Regions from separate parts of the Danio rerio genome. Here region 1 is linked to region 2. The links are chromatin contacts, called in public Micro-C maps. All regions are on one chromosome and are shown on one strand. Each heading gives the region's core, a stretch centred on a gene start, on an enhancer-like site or on the middle of the called end of the contact. The rest is flanking DNA. Distances are from core to core; before and after follow the strand shown. Region 1 holds the start of smurf2 (SMAD specific E3 ubiquitin protein ligase 2). Region 2 overlaps mgat3a (beta-1,4-mannosyl-glycoprotein 4-beta-N-acetylglucosaminyltransferase a).

Region 1 (5,270 bases), core at 1,377-3,876, 140 kb after region 2:
CCCATTAGTGAGGATATCTTTTAATTTAAAGCAACAAAACAAGAGCCCCAGGACTTTGGGCTACCAAATCTACACTGGGCATAATCTAGATAGATTTTGGTAGCCAGACTGAAAAAACAATAGCCCTGGAACTTTGCGCCACCAGATTTTTGTTGTGGTTTCACTTGGTTTCTTTGAAATACAAACAACCAAAATCTATCTAAACCATGCACGGTGTAGATTTTGGTAGCCCGACTGAAAAAACAATAGCCCTGGGACTTCGGGCTGCCAGATTGCACATGTGTCCTGCACATAAGTTTTGTTGTGGTTACATTTGGCATCTTTGTCCTGCGAAAACTAAGCTCTTTGAAAACGCTTAAGACCCTGTTAAGCGCCATGATCCTAAATGTAAATTGTACATTTACATTTAAATGTAAATAAAAATCAGTCAAAGTCTGGTGCTAACAGTATTACAATGATTTACACTGATCAACCTTAATTTCTTACTTTTAAGTAAGAAACTAAAAATAACTTTTCCAAAGCAAATCAGAATGTTTGGCATGGCTTATGAAATTCACATTAACATACTTCAAAAATATGCATCAGCCACTCTAAAGTCATAATCCTACTAAAACACGAGCTTTAGCATTTAAATGTTTTAACCAAAGAAGATGTCTTAATTAGAAAAAAAGGTTGCATTGTAGTGCAACTAGGCTAATCTCCAATATAGTGCAGCACTGAAAACTGGTAAGAAGCTGAGAGATGACAGCAGGTCAGTCATTGTAAAAGTTTTATCCTCTTTCCAACCCACGGCGAAGTGAAAATAGCTCATTTAAGGGTGCAACAGCAACCAGGGAGGAAAATGAGCTCTTTCTGTATGCACGAGCCAGACATCTCAAGAGCCCCACAGACAAATCTTCAAGTGTCTCAGACTGCAGCTTCCTCCCACAACCACAGTGCTGGGTCATGATGAATACTACAACATCCTGCTGCATACTTGGAGGTTGATTTCACTGCACAGTCCACTTCATTGTGGAATGCATTCCCTGAGGTCATGAACAGACACTTTTATGCAGACGGCTAGATAATCGTGAACTGATTCAATTTACATTTTTTGGTTCTTTAATGTTGGGTCTCGTCGCCAATTGGTGGGTCCTTAAAGCACAATGGCCAACATAACCGAGAGGTTAACAGGAAACAGCAGCGCTCACAGGAAACACAACTTACTTTATGTTTGCATAAATTGCTCATCTTTTAAAGTAACAGCCATTCAGTGTAGCTAAAATAAAATCATTTAAGTCAGATAAAATAGCATTTCAAATCATGTTAAACTTAGCATGCAGGTGAACAAAAGAAATATTTGTAAAATATATATAGCTAACATAAACATAAATCATAGTATGTCTTTCTACTGTTAGTCAAATCACACTGATAAAGTGTATACGAGTAGTAGTTTGCCTATATTGTGAAGATTTGTATAATTTATAAAACAAGTAATTTTTTTGTTTCAGATAATGAATATGTAAGAATTTTTACATTTATTTTTAATACTTTTAGACAATAGCTAAAGTCTGTTCAAGAACATTACGAATAAAAGCATGTGGATAATTATAATACTAAACAACTGAAAAATATGTTAACTATGAAATTTGAAAAAACCAAACTCGTGCTTTAAACGCATGCATTAATCAGTAGACTGTTATTAATAGTTATTGCTAAGTTGTTGTAACAAATATACATACAGATGCATATATATATATATATATATATATATATATATATATATATATATATATATATATATATATATAAACATTTAACAGTGTAACTTTTCTATGGTAAATACTATATTAACGCATGTTCTGCCGCACTCTTCCATCTAATAAAGCAACGTGTAATATCCATTCTCACTAGTTAGTAGTATTTAGTGTAGTCTACAGTACTAATTGGTGCAAACATTTTCAAACACAATTGAGATAAACACTCGCAGATTAGCATTGCAGTGACTGAAGCAACGTGATTTCTTACATTTTGCATTTGGGGCAACGGGCTACATAAAGCAAGCTTAAGAATTCAATTCATGCCAATAAGCCGTATTCTTCGCGAAGCCAATCGTCCACATCAGCAGCTGCGCGTATTTAAACGATAATCACAACGCAACCAAAAGAATGTAAACAATTGAAGCTAAAGAAATGTAATTGTTGCGTTCGCGCTCCATTGAGGCTCCATTATGACGTTGTCCAACCTGCTAAAGAACGCAACGCTGCAACAAAACGCCAGTTTCAGTCATACTATCACCATAACCCAAAACATATAATCTGACAAATAAACACACTCGCAGAGCTCTTCAAAGCGAAGGTTCACGGTAAAAGGCAGAAAACTACAATGACTTACAGCAATAGCTGTTAGCCAGCTAGCCAGTTTCAGATGAAACTGTACGATGTCGCATATTCCTTACCTGTTAAACGCAACTTAACGGGTCCATTCCTTCTAACTCCTTGATTAGACATGTCCTTGACCCTTATCCAGGCTGACTACTACAAAAAACGGGTCGAATGTGTTACAGAGTTGCTTTTTGGTTCCCCTCAACGCCAGTTTCACAGTGAACAGAAAATAATGGAGTCACGGTCCTGTGGCCCGGATGTGCACAGCCCTGCCATGTCTGCATACATACACACGCTTTAACGCGCTCCTCGTATTTCTACCGTCTGTGAAAGTAAATCCACGACGTCCCCTCAAAAGATCCGCTTACAGAGACCTCCCGAAGTTTAACATATTTTCCACGAACAAACAGCTTTCGGCGTCTACTGCCATTCCAAGACCTTGAGGGAAAAGTTGTATCGCTTATGGGCGACCGATTTGAGGAAATGTGGTTTGCAAGGTGTCTGTGGAGCCGCTTAAACCGCCCAGACTGTGACATCAGACCTACTTGATATTCATAGTGCTGTAGGATATACACTTATTTCACTTGGCGGTTAACATCAGTCTTTCCTCTTTATTGTTTATTCATATTTTATTTAGTCCATGTCTTGAATATAGAAGAAAACAACTTTGGTTCTTTTTCGGTTGGTTTATTTGCAACAATTAAAACTGACAGATTCATATGTACAACTTGGAGCACGAGGTCCAAACAGAGACAAACATGAACAAGATAAGTGGCGTGCAGAAATGATCGGAACAATCATACAAAAGTATTTCACAGGTCAGACATTTAGAAGTTGAAAGTGCTTTGGTTTTCGTTGATCTGGAATGCATAACCATCATCTGTAGCTTCAGGTGCGACACATTCATCCTCTTCCTCCTGCAAGACAGAAATCAGGGATTTAGGAAAAGCAGTTCTTGAAAGAATTAAAAGCAAAAGATAAAACTAAACTTCAAAGTTGAGATTACCCCCCCCCCCCCCCCCCCATCCCGTCTGTGGAATGTATAATAATTCAGAGTTTTAATATGCAGACTGATAAAACTCTACACACACAAAAAAAGAATGCATAATGCGCAACTAGAGATTCAAAATTTGATCAACCCACCTCTCCAGAGAAATATTTTTCAATTAAGTTGAGGGAGGCCTTGTAAACCATTTCATTTTCATGAGACTGCAAAGCTTCGATTTTGTCCAGGCCACCACACTCCTCAATCATCAAACACAGCTTTTCAACCTCACCAATCTTCTCTCCAGCCTAAAAACAAAACAAAGTTATATTAACAGAGGAACAACAAAATAATGTCATGTTCCAGATCTACCTATTTGCATTAATGGACTATTGGAATAAAAATAATGTGCTCAGACTACAAAGTAAATGCATTTACTAAGTAAAACTTTAAATGCACAGACAGAAAGTTTGTGATGTTTCCTTAATTTATGCGACTAGAAAATTGGATTAATCAGTTCTTTCAGTCAATCTGAAATAACGAAGCCAAAGTGAGTCATAACTGTGTGTGGGTCAGAGGGGATTATACCAAATAATATTGTAACTAAATATCAGAACAAAACATCATTATCACTAGTCATTTTGCAAGATTAGCATCCAGAGATTTAGAGTAGTCGGGCCAATTACATCAACCTCACCAGTTAACAGTTTAATTGTATTTTTTGTTATTCCAGTCAAACTAAAAGAAACAAGACTTCCCTTTATATTTTTTCCTCAGTAGGATGCATTTAAAAAATAAAAAATATGCCCTTGTCTGTTAAACATCACTTAGAAAATATTTTAAAAAATAAATAAAATTCACAGGAGGGCAAATAAATTGGTCTGTAAATGCACACATGACAGAAGAGCTACTGAACACACAAGTGGCAACATGTGACAAACTTCTTAGAGAAAAATTTAATAAAATCTGATTCACTCCTTATTTTGAGATGTAGCAGTCGAGATGAAAATCATCTATACTTGGTTTCAATAAGATCAATAAAACTCATTTACCCTCAACTTAAAATTGACTCATACCAAAAAGATATTTGTGATGGCATCTAAGATGACCAGAATAGTTTTGCTGTCCTTAGTGGAGAGCAGGTTCAACAAGGGCTCCAATACGTTGGCTTGAACTAGGTAAACCACTTGCTCTACTGTGCCCCCGCTGGTATAATTGGTCACTGCCCAAACAGCCTCCTTCTGGGTCTTGTAATCACCCTGCATGAGGCAAGAGAGAGAAAAAATTAAGTTGAAAATAAATTAACTTCATGAACAAGTATTGTATTGTGTTCATGTGGTGACATACTCGTCTGAGAACTTCCACCAGGTACGGCACAATGCCAGCATTGATGACCTCCTGAATCTGATAGTCTCTGCCAGCCGTGATGTTGGAGAGAGTCCAGGACGCCTCCTTCTGAATGTTGCTCTTTTGGTGGCGCAACAGAGCTGGGAACATGGGAAGAGCACCAGCCTCCAGCACAGCCTGCGTTTGTTCATCTGTGCCAGTGACAATGTTACCAATAGAACGTAGTGAGGGGGTCTGTGGCAGGAAAAAATAAAAAAGTTATTATTAAATTTACCATTTTAAACGTATAACTCAAGAGTTCACTACTTTCCACCAACTTACCACAATGGACAGCTCCCCAGATGCCAGTAGCTGCACCAGTCGAGGAACCACACCGGCGTTCACCACAACCTCAATGCGATCATTGGGCCCGTCGGTCAGGTAAGAGATGGCCCAGCAGGTGTCCGCAAGCACTTCTTTGTCACTGTGCTGCAGAAGGCAGATGAGTGTGGGTAGTATCTGTTTCACAGCCTCCAGAGGTGGTGCAGGGTTCTTATTGCGGCACAGGTTTGACAAGGTCCATGTGACGTTCCTCA
Region 2 (5,936 bases), core at 356-2,855:
CATAACTGGGCAGGTTACAAGGTTCATGTCTGTCACATAAAATGTAGAATAAGACAAAGCAGCTGAGATTTGATTTCGTCTCTCTAGTCCTGTGAGGGTTTCGAATGAACAGACACACTGTTGCCTTATGATCCCATAGAAAGAAACCACCCACCCAGCGACTGAGCAACTAGAGCTGGTCACAATCCAGCACAATCCAGTATAAACCTTTTAATGTTTCTGGCACGTTAGGAAACAATTCCTTTCTCAGGCTTGGATCGAAAAAAGGCTTTGTTTTTACACATGAACTGACCCAATGTTTAGTGAGTTGTTTGTAACCTTCATCCTGCCTTCTGGATTCTAAAGTGTCTGTCACAGGTCAAAAGGACTCCTAGAAAGACTAGTGAGTTAATGGGGTATATGCATACAGACTTTTCATTTCAGTCAGCCAGCCTCAGGGCTTCCGGTGCATTATCATCCCATACTAAATCACTGCGTTTAAGATCTGATTTCTATAAAAATCAATGATATTCACTGCTTGGCTGAAATACGATATAAAGTGGGTATCAGGCTAAACAAGAAGCACTGCATTGAATTATATTTTTGAGCCGCCATGTCTTTAAAATATAGAAACCAATTTTACCTCAGTATTTTCAATGGAATTTCTGTGCTAGCCTGTTGCTAATGAGGGCGCATGCATTTAAATGGTCTTTCGTTTCTTTTTACGCTTTAACAGCCAAATAGATGCTCAAGTATATGCAACTGATTATATGTGAATTACATTACAACATCAATGCTGTAAAAGAAACCGTATGAAATTGAAAATAATCACTTAAAGTTTTTTAAAGTTCATCAAAGGCTGAAAAAAACTAGCTGTGCACATAGCTAATTTCTATAGCCTATACATTTTTGGAGACGTTTTTACATCGAAACATCTGATATTTGTTTATATGTAGAAAATAAGACAATTTCAGCAATTTTTTCGTGAATATTCAAACATATTATGTGAAGAAAATAAATCATTTAAACTTGCACTTCATAGATTCTTCCGCTAGAGGGGGCCACAAAACTCAACACAGATTATCTGTGGAACAAATAAACATTTATTTACATATTTATAGCCAACCAAAGTTTAAAATTAGTATGTTTTTCATTTATTTGTTCGACAGAAAATCTATTATAGACTACATAAAACAGTAGTCTTTGGGACAAAAGTCTGTTTTAGGATAGCTTTGGTGAAAGGTTTTGATCCACTTCAAATGTTGACTGTAGCCTAGGCTATGTGAACACTTTTTCTCTGGCCACAATGACCAGAATTATCAAGATGAAGGTTAAATATATTTAATTTAATAAAAGGAAAAGTTTCAAACATCACCAAAGTCATGGGTTTGATCACCAGAGAGTATGAACTACTTCTACAAAAAAAGTATACAATGAGTCTAAAGTAACTTGATTGGGTTACAGCACCCACTACATCAGCAAGCTTAAAATATGACATATTCATGCTTAATTCCCTTAACATTGAAGGCTTGAAAGCTTTTTTGAGTGTCCTACTTGATACTACTTCCTATTTATATATTTGACTATGAATGTATGTTATCTTATAACTTCTTTCCTTTTGCTGCTAACTTCGCTGACACACAAACAGGCTCTTGCTAACTTCCTGACTAAAGAGTTCCGGTTTCAACGCTCATCTACAAGACCCACATCAGAGATCCTGATGTCTGAAAGCCGAACATATCTGCATTCAAGCACACAGAGCATGACGGACCCAGTGAAAGCCTTGAAACATGAGCACCATCAGTATAGATCTTACATCTTTACATGCTGTGACAGGCCATCATAGTTCAGCGGACTGTGAAAGTGGCATTACAGGCACAGTATTGTCCTTTATGGAGTTAAAAACATTTATATATGTCCAATACTTAATTCCGTGTCTTGTGTTTATCATCTAGTAAAAAAGGTAGAAACAAGACATCATTTATCTTTTTTTAATGTGTGTTTATATATAATGTAATATGTATTAATATAGGGCATTTATTGTGTGTAGACATACACTGAAAGCGCTTCACAATCATGAGGGGGGTCTCTCCACACCACCAACAGTGTGCAGCATCCACTCGGATGATGCAACAGCAGCCACAGGACAACGGCGCCAGTGTGCTAACCACACACCAGCTATTGGTAGAGTGGAAAGACATTGATATAGCCAATTTGGTGGATAGGGATGATTGGGAGGCCATGACCGGTAAAGGCTGGTGAAGGAAATTCGTCCAGGACACTGAAGTTACACCCCTACTCTTTACGAGAAGTGCCATAGTATTTTTTATGACCACAGAGAGTCAGGACCTTGGTTTTTGGTTTAAGAGCCCACTGACAGTATAGTGTCCCCTTCACTTTACTGTGGCATTTGGACTCACACAGATCATAGGCATAGGCCACCCCTTGCTATAGTCTCTCTAACACCACTTCTAACAGAAACCTTGTTTTCCCATGTGGTCTCCCATCCAGGAACTGACCAGGCTCAACCCTGCTTAGCTTTAGTGAGCTGCAGGGTGATATGGCTGTGTTTTTAGCACAAATCTTACAAGTTTTATCATTAGGAAACAAGATTTTACAATTCTACTAGTCAAACAGTAGATTTGAACCATTTTTGAATCAATTTAACCAATTTCTTGTTTTGACGAGGTCACTTATAGCTTAGCATAATGAATTGAATCAGATTTTACCAATAACAATTCAACTCAACAATTAACAATTCAATTCAACAATTCATTATTATTATTATTATTATTAATAATAATAATAATAATAATAATAACAGAAAACTCAAGCTGTAAACAGGAAAATTCTCAAAACACCTTTAGGATATATTTGAGCAAAATACAAACAGTCAGATCTGATTTAATTCAGTATGCTAAGCTAAGCTTAATGTGACCCAGCCAGAACAAGCAATTGATAAAAAAAAAAAAAAAAGTCTAGCAGACTTGTAAAATGCACATTTCCAAGGGAAGCGTGTTCTTTGAAGTATAACAAGTTTGTTATACTCCAGTTATGCTCCTGGATAAATATCGTAAGACAACAGTAAGTGATGCATTTTTTCACTAAAGTAGCAGTTTATACACCTTGTTTAGTTTAAAAACACAGACTGCGGTGTCTATTTTTTAGACCTTTTCATTTGTTTGTCACCACATTTTCTAATTACAATATCATGCAAATAATGTTCCAAACAAGTCAGTCCTGACATAACAAATATTCCAGGCAGATTTGCATTATAAAAACATAAACCACCAGTTTATGGAACCAATAAATATCTATAAGGATATAGCTTTCGTATCAAACCATCAAGTCCCTTTAAGTTATGGAGATTTTATGGTAATAGGAGTGAAACCTGGTGAAGAACACAGTTTTTTTCTTTCTCGTTTTTTTAAATATATATAAAAAAATCATATTAGTCACAAAGTGCCTAAATCCTTTTGCATAGTCTTGAGAAAGTCATACATTTAAATTTCAAATATGTTGATTTTCCTTGTTATTATATCTGCATGGCTTTAATCATTGGGTCATGAAGCACAACAACTTGAGGTGCCCTTCATTGTTCACCACCAATCACTAAATACTAGGCACAGTTCAACCAAAAATGAAAATTCTGTCATTCTTCACTTGGTCCGAACCAGATGAAAACTTATTTAAGTTCCTTTTTTTCTGTTAAACGTTGAACACTGAAGAATCTCCAAAAGAAAAGCTGCTATTTGTCAACATTCTTCAGAAAAGTAGAAGTTTAGCTTAGTTTAGTGTTTAACAGAGAAAAGTTCCTAAAAATTTCCTAAACATTTATAACCGCTCAAGTGTAAGTAAATGAAGAAATTTTAATTTTTTAATTAAACTCTGCTTAAGCCCAAAGCATAGCTAAATATTTTTGCGTTTGTTAGCATAGCATCCGTTGAACACATAGCCTTCACAGAGCTTCTCCAGTCTTTTTCTGATTAATAGTTTTAAGCATGGAATTTGTCTTTGTGCTTTATTAGAATAACACTGAGGATATCCAATATCAACATGGGCTTGTATTGTTTTTATAGTCCATTTCATAATAGTTAACAGTGCAAAATAAATCCTAAGCAAATGTTTAAGCGTTGTGTACCTTAGACTCAAGTAAGTCTTAGTCATGTTTGCAAAAATCATGACCATAATGACACCATAACTCAAGCTTGTTGTTGTTATATAATAAAAGTTACGAGACAAAAACAGCAAATAGGAGAGCTATCAGATTAAATCTAGTACCATAGTTGTAAGTAGGCATGGGATAATAACCGAATTCAAGATAGACCACGTTTTGGAAGAGTCAAGGTTTCAAAACGGTCAAAATTTTCTGTTATACTTTTCCTAAGTTATGTGTAAGAGTTTTTTTTTACACAGCAGTATCTTCAGCAGAAAAGATCTCCAAAGTTTTCATTTTAAATAGTAAAAAAAATCTGTTTTTGAAACTAATGAAGACAGTAGAAGTCAATGATTCATTTCAATTATTTAGCCTGACATGTTACAAAATATTATAAATGTTTCTCAAAATAAAATATATTATTTTCAATAGGGAAAAAAGTTTTTTACCAAGACATTTAAAAAGTATATATTTTAGACCAGTTATCTACATACTGTGACACCATGATATTTTTTCCAAGGTCATCATACCGCCAGAATCTTATTCTGGCCCATGCTTAGTTGTAAGTGCTAAAAATTGTTACCACAGAGAAAAAGTAAACAGTAGTTTTCATGTACACCCCTGGTACTTCTTATAGATACTTGGGTAATTCCTAAAATAATTAACAGTTCCTATTTTAAAAAGTTTTTAAAAGTTATAGGAACTATGAAAATATTCCTTCATAGCAAAAGACACAGTTTAACACAGGTAAAAACAAGGCTTGTGAGGAATAGACATACCGTCTGCACAAAGACTTGCAATTTATCAATATTACATATTTTCAAAACGGCTGATGGAGTTATGTACTGAACATTATTCTGATTTTTTTTTTATCAATGTTTCATCAGTCGATCAATCGGTACATTGTACAATTTTTTTACACTGTAAAAGGCACTTCTCAGGATAAACAAAATGCTACATTTGAAGCATAGACTTTTTGAACAGCATCATAACATAAGGAACTTATTGTGAATAAACTTATAGAAGGGATATGAAATGAACATTTACACATCCCTGCACAGTGGTTTCCAGTCCCGGTGACAGTCTGAAGCTCTATGCCTGACTGATGGCCACTATCTTGAGGACTGTTGCACTTTGTACTCGCAGTGAAAAATAGGAAAGTTGTGCACATCTCATGAGCTGTATGCAAAATATAGCATGGTCTTAAAACCACCCATTTGAATCACCCCTGTATCTATTAACGTTTGCCTTTTGCATATGGGTTTTCCAGCAAGTAGTGATATTTGTCATAGTTGTCCAGCAGGTATTTGGGAGCATACATATGCTCTTTGGGGTCTGTTGGTGGGTAGTCTGGTTCAGACCCATCAAACCAACCCCCTGTGCGTATTAAGTCTTTAATATAACTTAACTTCCGTTTCTCCCCATAATCCCCCCAACGTGGAAAGTCTCCATTCTGGGCTGATACTAGTTTGTAATAAATCCCTTCTGGTTTGAAACACCAAGAACAGTGCCATCCAGCATAATGAACAGGGCTTCCGATGGCCCATGGAATCAAAATACGTCCCGTAGAATTTTCGTACTCCCGAAATCCCGACATGGTATAATATGACCGGCGTCGAAGATAAATCCCATCACCCTTGTAAACCTTAAAAAGCATAGCTGCCGTGCAAGCGGATAAGACGTTAAGCGTTCCATACTGTCTCCAGAAAAACCCATATAAGGATTTACGCAAATGGATCCCGACCGGTTCAGTCCATCCATCGTAGAGTTTAAGGAACAGAATTCCATCTCGTGAAGGAAT

Evidence for each region. A called contact is a pair of places that touch in the nucleus more often than the background predicts.
Region 1: a contact with region 2 is called in a Micro-C map of caudal fin, with 2.4 times the contacts expected there. The contact joins the promoter of smurf2 here to the enhancer-like site in region 2. A contact is called at or near these places in 2 of 18 Hi-C or Micro-C datasets (caudal fin and an unstated tissue).

What each region holds. Positions count from the first base shown.
Region 1 is chr3:24,110,862-24,116,131 of GRCz12tu, forward strand. It overlaps smurf2 (SMAD specific E3 ubiquitin protein ligase 2), which reads right to left and starts at 2,627. Exons shown (of 20, transcript NM_001114426.1): 1 at 2,438-2,627. The coding sequence starts at 2,489. It overlaps kpna2 (karyopherin alpha 2 (RAG cohort 1, importin alpha 1)), which reads right to left. Exons shown (of 11, transcript NM_001002335.1): 7 at 5,017-5,270; 8 at 4,696-4,929; 9 at 4,425-4,607; 10 at 3,507-3,656; 11 at 3,050-3,280. The coding sequence ends at 3,191.
Region 2 is chr3:23,976,421-23,982,356 of GRCz12tu, forward strand. It overlaps mgat3a (beta-1,4-mannosyl-glycoprotein 4-beta-N-acetylglucosaminyltransferase a), which reads right to left. Exons shown (of 3, transcript NM_001020649.2): 3 at 2,801-5,936. The coding sequence ends at 5,373. Among named protein-coding and RNA genes, the nearest start is that of c1qtnf6a, 19 kb to the left of the region's middle. Within about 2 kb of position 1,606, at least 3 of the 62 cell types and tissues checked have an H3K27ac peak or open chromatin away from gene starts, as enhancers often do. A contact at or near this core is called in caudal fin, where this site is marked.